Regions from separate parts of the Mus musculus genome. Here region 1 is linked to region 2. The links are chromatin contacts, called in public promoter capture Hi-C maps. All regions are on one chromosome and are shown on one strand. Each heading gives the region's core, a stretch centred on a gene start, on an enhancer-like site or on the middle of the called end of the contact. The rest is flanking DNA. Distances are from core to core; before and after follow the strand shown.

The links. Promoter capture Hi-C pulls out the DNA fragments that hold promoters and counts their contacts.
Region 1: a contact with region 2 is called in a promoter capture Hi-C map of neural stem cells. The contact joins two enhancer-like sites. A contact is called at or near these places in 7 of 39 promoter capture datasets (the 3T3-L1 cell line, embryonic stem cells, liver and 3 more), 1 of 115 datasets of contacts at active chromatin or transcription factors (pancreatic cancer cells) and 1 of 9 other capture datasets (embryonic stem cells).

The regions. Positions count from the first base shown.
Region 1 is chr19:41,578,164-41,580,863 of GRCm38.p6, reverse strand. All of the region lies in intron 7 of Lcor (ligand dependent nuclear receptor corepressor), which reads right to left. Among named protein-coding and RNA genes, the nearest start is that of Mir8091, 9.1 kb to the left of the region's middle. Within about 2 kb of position 1,388, at least 18 of the 459 cell types and tissues checked have an H3K27ac peak or open chromatin away from gene starts, as enhancers often do. A contact at or near this core is called in neural stem cells, where this site is marked.
Region 2 is chr19:41,163,341-41,166,040 of GRCm38.p6, reverse strand. All of the region lies in intron 2 of Tll2 (tolloid-like 2), which reads left to right. Among named protein-coding and RNA genes, the nearest start is that of Tll2, 42 kb to the left of the region's middle. Within about 2 kb of position 1,445, at least 10 of the 459 cell types and tissues checked have an H3K27ac peak or open chromatin away from gene starts, as enhancers often do. A contact at or near this core is called in neural stem cells, where this site is marked.

The DNA.
Region 1 (2,700 bases), core at 139-2,638, 410 kb before region 2:
GGTGCTAAAATAACCACTAGCTTTAGTTTAGAACACGGCAAACATTCAGACATACTACGCTCCAGACATTACAGACATCAGCTTAAAAGTACTTTGAGAACTCAATGGCTTTTAAGACAATTTCTCAGAAAGAACAATTGGCTGGAGAGCCACCAACAGTGCTCCAGAACAGGACACAAAGAGAAAGAAATTTCACAGTGGAGGGGCTATCAGCTTTGACCCATGCAAGGCAGAAGCATCCCCACAGTAGCCCACCACCGAGCTCCCCGAGAATATCCGAGAATATCACCAGGAAACATTTCAGTCTCACCAGCTGCTCTGCATGAAAGCTAAATCCACACTGGGAAGCTAAGAGGGAGGGAGAGGCCAACACTAGGTTCAAGACAGGGCACAAACATGGCCTGCGGGGATGGCCAGGGGTCTCACGGTGGCTTTGGGCTTTTGGATGCACAACTTTTACCGACATGGAAAAGAGCCCAGATTCTGAGACAACATCTCACACACACACTCTTCTCAGCCCCTCTGGCTTATGGACCTTTAGGAGACTATTATTTGATGGCATGTGAAACACGACAGAACACAGACGGTAGCTTCATGTGTGTTGAACATGTATTGATACGTCTTCTGGCTTACTCTTCCATCTTTGACTCTGACCTCATGGCCAGGACATGTCTTTATAGAAAGGTTTACCACAGACAGCCTGTGTCACCTGCCTTTCCACCTCCCACTGGTGGCAGAGTTACAGTAAAGGACATGGGAGCTGCAAAGGAGACATCTGACTGGACCCCTACTCTGACAGTACAGTCCCTCAGAACCTTAGCTGCACCTGCACACTGGGACTGAATGGCAGTATGCTGAGAGTCTGCACAAAAGCAGGGTTCAAATAGTTTTGGCTTCTGTCTGCCTTTTTAAAAAGAAACTTTTTATTCTTTGTGAATTTCACACCATGCAACCCCAGTCCCACTCATCTCCCTGTCTCTTTGTATCTACCATCTATCCTTGCAACCTCCCCTTTCCCAAGAAAAAAACAACAACAACCACCTCATTGCAGAAGCTGCAGTGAGTCATAGTATATCCTACGGTAAACCCTTCTGTCCACACATCTTTACTTGCAAATGCTCACTGCAGTGAGTCATTGGTCTGGTTCAAGACCTCTGTCTTCTGCTATTCTATGGATACTCTATCCTCACTATGGCTCCTCTCGGGTACCCTGTTGACTGTGTCATGGAGATCCTGCAGCTTTGGATCTGCAAGGCTGACCCCTTCACATGCTCCAGTAGTTCCTAGGGTGGGCCAACTCAAAGCCCTGAATCTGGGCCTGGGTGGCAGCCGTGTTGGTCAGCTCACCAGCTCTCCCTCACCCACACCACCAGGGTGAGCTTTGTGGCACTGCTCCAGCTGGCTCAGTCAATGCCTCAACTGGCAAGGCTGCCTCTGCCTCTGCCTCTGATGTGCTTGGCAAAAGCAGTCAAGGTTCTTGCTTGCTTCTCAGTGCGACCTGAAACTTTCTGTCTAGCTGAGACTAACCTTGAGCTCTACTCCTTCTCCAGCTTCCGTTGTCCCAGTGTTAAGATTACAGGTGTGTGCCCTCACAGGCAGCTTAACTTTTTTGGGGGGGGTTGTTTGTTTGTTTTGTTTTTTGAGACAGGGTTTCTCTGTATAGTCCTGGCTATCCTGGAACTCACTCTGTAGACCAGGCTGGCCTCGAACTCAGAAATCCACCTGCCTCTGCCTCCCAAGTGCTGGGATTAAAGGCGTGCACCACCACTGCCCGGCTTAGACTTTTAATTACGTTTATATCATGTATATATATCTCATGTGCACATGTGCCACAGCATACAGGGAGAAGTCAGAGGTCAGATTTTGTGAGCATGTGGGTCTCCGGGATTAAGCTCAGGCCGTCAGGCTTGGTGGCAAACACTTAGATACACTGACCATCCTGTCAGCCCCTGAATTTCTGAAAATATTTTGGTGTGTAATTCTTTACAGAATCATACCATCACTTAACACGCGTCTCTCTCTCCACTTGGCCTTTATTTCTCTGAGAATCAGTATTTACCCCCATCAGGACACAGAAGATGGAAGACAGTAGCTGCTGGAGATGGCAAATGATGTGTTCTTAGTAGATGTTTCAAAGCTCCGAATGTGACCTGTTTTGTAGGCAATTTGGATCCATAGGCAGAAACCTGGCAGTAAGTAGTGACCTTGGGGCTGAGAGACTGCACATTAACACTAACCTTTGCCCAGCTATCATTAAATAGCTAACTTTACAACTACAGCCATAAAGCTACTTTTGGCTGTGACTCCAAATTACTACTTACCACCCCCCCAAAGGTTTTAAAGAGAAATCTAATTTAGATGATTTTAATTTCTTACCATTCAGCTATTTAATGTTTAGAGTTAACCTCAACTTCCTGGTACTTAATTATATTGTTGCATTTTTCATGTTTGGCTTTAAAAAATGGTGTCAGTCTGATTTAAATTGGCTAAAGATCTACCTTTGCTTAGCAGTACTCAAGTTTCCCTGCATCTTTAACGGAGCCCAAATACAGCGCTTGCACTAACTTTGGTTACCCCTAGGCAACTGCTAATTGAACAGAGCAGAGATTCTGTCTTGTAGAGAATTTCCTCACTCTGACTCTGAAAAAGCATGACATTTTAGATCCGTAATTAGTCTGTGTCATATAGATTATTGACACC
Region 2 (2,700 bases), core at 196-2,695:
TTTGGAATTTGAAAGCTCCTTGGCACAGGCTCCCTCAAGATCACACATCGATTACCATAGTGACCGTCTTGTTTGTTCTTGGATCGACCTTTTAAAGGGGCTTTGCCTTTTCCCCTGGTGAATTATTAAAACCCCAGTGGAACAGTTGTGTTTTTGCTAGTTCCTGGTGGAGGTGAGCCCCCACTGGGTCTTGTCTGGGCGTGGTGGCTTAGACACACCTATACAGGAGAGGGGCAGAGGCGTGGAGTACAGTGTGGCTTCTGGACTCTGATGGACCAACCTCGGGATAGGAATGCAAATCCCACTACTAACTGCCTGGTTCACGGATTACAAATCTCGGTTCTCTCTTATATAAAATGGGAACACGTCTTTGCTATGTGTTAAATGGACCATTAGGCAAGGTGGTGAGGTGTCCCTGGACAATCCCTCTCTGTGTTATGCCTGGCAGGTTTTAGTTGAGCCCCAACTCCAGCCACAGATTTCTCTGTGTTTCTTGGGAGCGTGACTTGAAGTGTGGGTTTCTTTGTTACTCTTGGCACACAGGTGTCTCCCTGTCTTAAGTTCCAGCTCACAGCCACGCACCGTCTTACACAAAATTCAGTTACAGTTTTTTTTTCAAAGTGCTTAATTCCTCCCTGAAAAAATGAGCTTATTATTTATGCTAATCCATTAGAACTCAGACACCATGAAGGCAGGCTACGTGGGCAGGAGCCTGCGTCGGTTTGCTGTCCAGGGCAGGTGCTCAACCGAGATTTTCTGAAGTGAATGGGCTGCTGGTAAACTGGTTTGTAGGATCTTGCGCTTGGGGTTTTTTCTTCTTCTTCTTTGATTGACTCAAAGCCATTTTCTGCTATAATTATCTATAAGGGCACCCTAATACAATCTGCAGTAAAGAACAGTAGCTATTGTGTTTACAATAAAATGAAGGATCCAGTAATGTTATGCTTTAAGAATGAAAAATAGAAGGAATAATTAAAGTTTTGTTTATGCATTTCCATATTAATGAATATTCATAGTCACTATTATTCAAATGGGCAATATTGATTTATGAAACAAGGTCCCCTTGGGGTTTGAAGGAGCCTATCTCCTTCTGCCTGGATATCTCAGATGTGTACCGTTGATATTTCATTAATTATGGTGAGATGAAAGGGCGTTGTGTGTACACCAGTGTCTATTCTGATGCATGTAATTAAGGCACTTTTTGTTGGGAGCGGAAGAAAATTGGGCTTTCGCAAAGGAAAGCAGCTTGCTCCCAAAGTTGCTAACAGATTGCTTCTTAATTGAACTTGGGAGGTGAATTATATGGTGAATTAGAAAAAAGAACAACGTGGAATTCGGTGAATTGTTGCATAAAGGAAACGGTGGGATTGAATCGCAGATGCTGGTTAGAGACATTGCAGCCTGGCCTCATGCATCACGGGCCGCTGACCTCCACTGTGTTTCAGAGAGAGTTTTGGACAGGGCAAGCTCTCTTTTCAAGGCCTGGAGGGCTTTCTTTCCCAGAGACCAGCTGTAAGCCTGGGTTTCTTATGCAAAGGAGACAGTTTGAATAAACCCCTGTGACTAATGAAATTTACAAGGCTTTGCATATTGTTACCCTGAAGAGGTAATTAAACAACGGTCAAATGTATGCGATATGTTTCTATGTATGTGTGTACATACCTGTGCATACGTATGTGCCTGTGTATGTGTGCATGTGTACACATGTATATGTGTGCCTTTTTTGTCTTCCAGCCAATTCCTTAGGAAGAATATACCCCTGTACTATGAATGAATTCATTTGCCCAAGTATGTTTGTTTGTTTGTTTGTGTGTGTGTGTGTGTGTGTGTGTGTGTGTGTGTGTGTGTGTGTGTGTGTGTGCGCGCTCGCGCAAGTAGGTTAGGTTGGCTGGCCAGTGAGCCCCGGGGGGTCTCCCAACTCAGCCCCTTCAGTGCAGAAGTTAGTTTGTCAGCATGATTCCTCACATGGGTTCTGGGGTGACACTCAGGTCCTTCCACTTACAAGACAAGCACCTTACTGATTGAGTCTGGCCCAGCTCCGGACTTTCCTCTTCTATAGCACTTCCATTTGTAGTCTCGGCCTGAGCCTCGTCTGTCAAGGAACAGTGCCGTCATTTTAGGGGTGACACAGCTTCTTCTGAGGTTGGGTGGTCTAACCCCAATGCTACATCTCCAGTTCCTAGTGAGATTGTAAAGAAAGGCCTCAGTGGTTAAGACTATCATACAAGGTCAGCCTGGCAGTGGTGGAGCATGCCTGGGAGACAGAGGCAGGGAGATCTCTGGGTTCAAGGCCAGCCTGGTCTACAGAGTGAGTTCCAGGACAGTCAGGGTTACCCAGAGAAACCCTGTCTTTAAAAAGGAAGGGAGGAAGCAAGCAAGCAATGCTCCCCCCACCCCAATACTAAGAAAAATAAATCTTACAAATCACCAAGGGGCTGGAAATGGCTCAGTGGTTAAAAACAACTGCTGCTCTCCCAGAAAAGCAGGCTCCAATTCCCAGCGCTCACATGGAAGCTCACAGCTCTGTAACTCCATCTCTAACTCCAGTTCTAGAGGATCCAACACTTTCTTCTGGCCTCCGTGTATGGTGCAGATTAAATAGATCCAAGAAGACCACCAATACTCACTTAAAAAAAAAAAAAAAAAACATGGTACAAGATGAGGCCTCTTTTACAGTTCTGAGAAGCTATGGTCACCTTT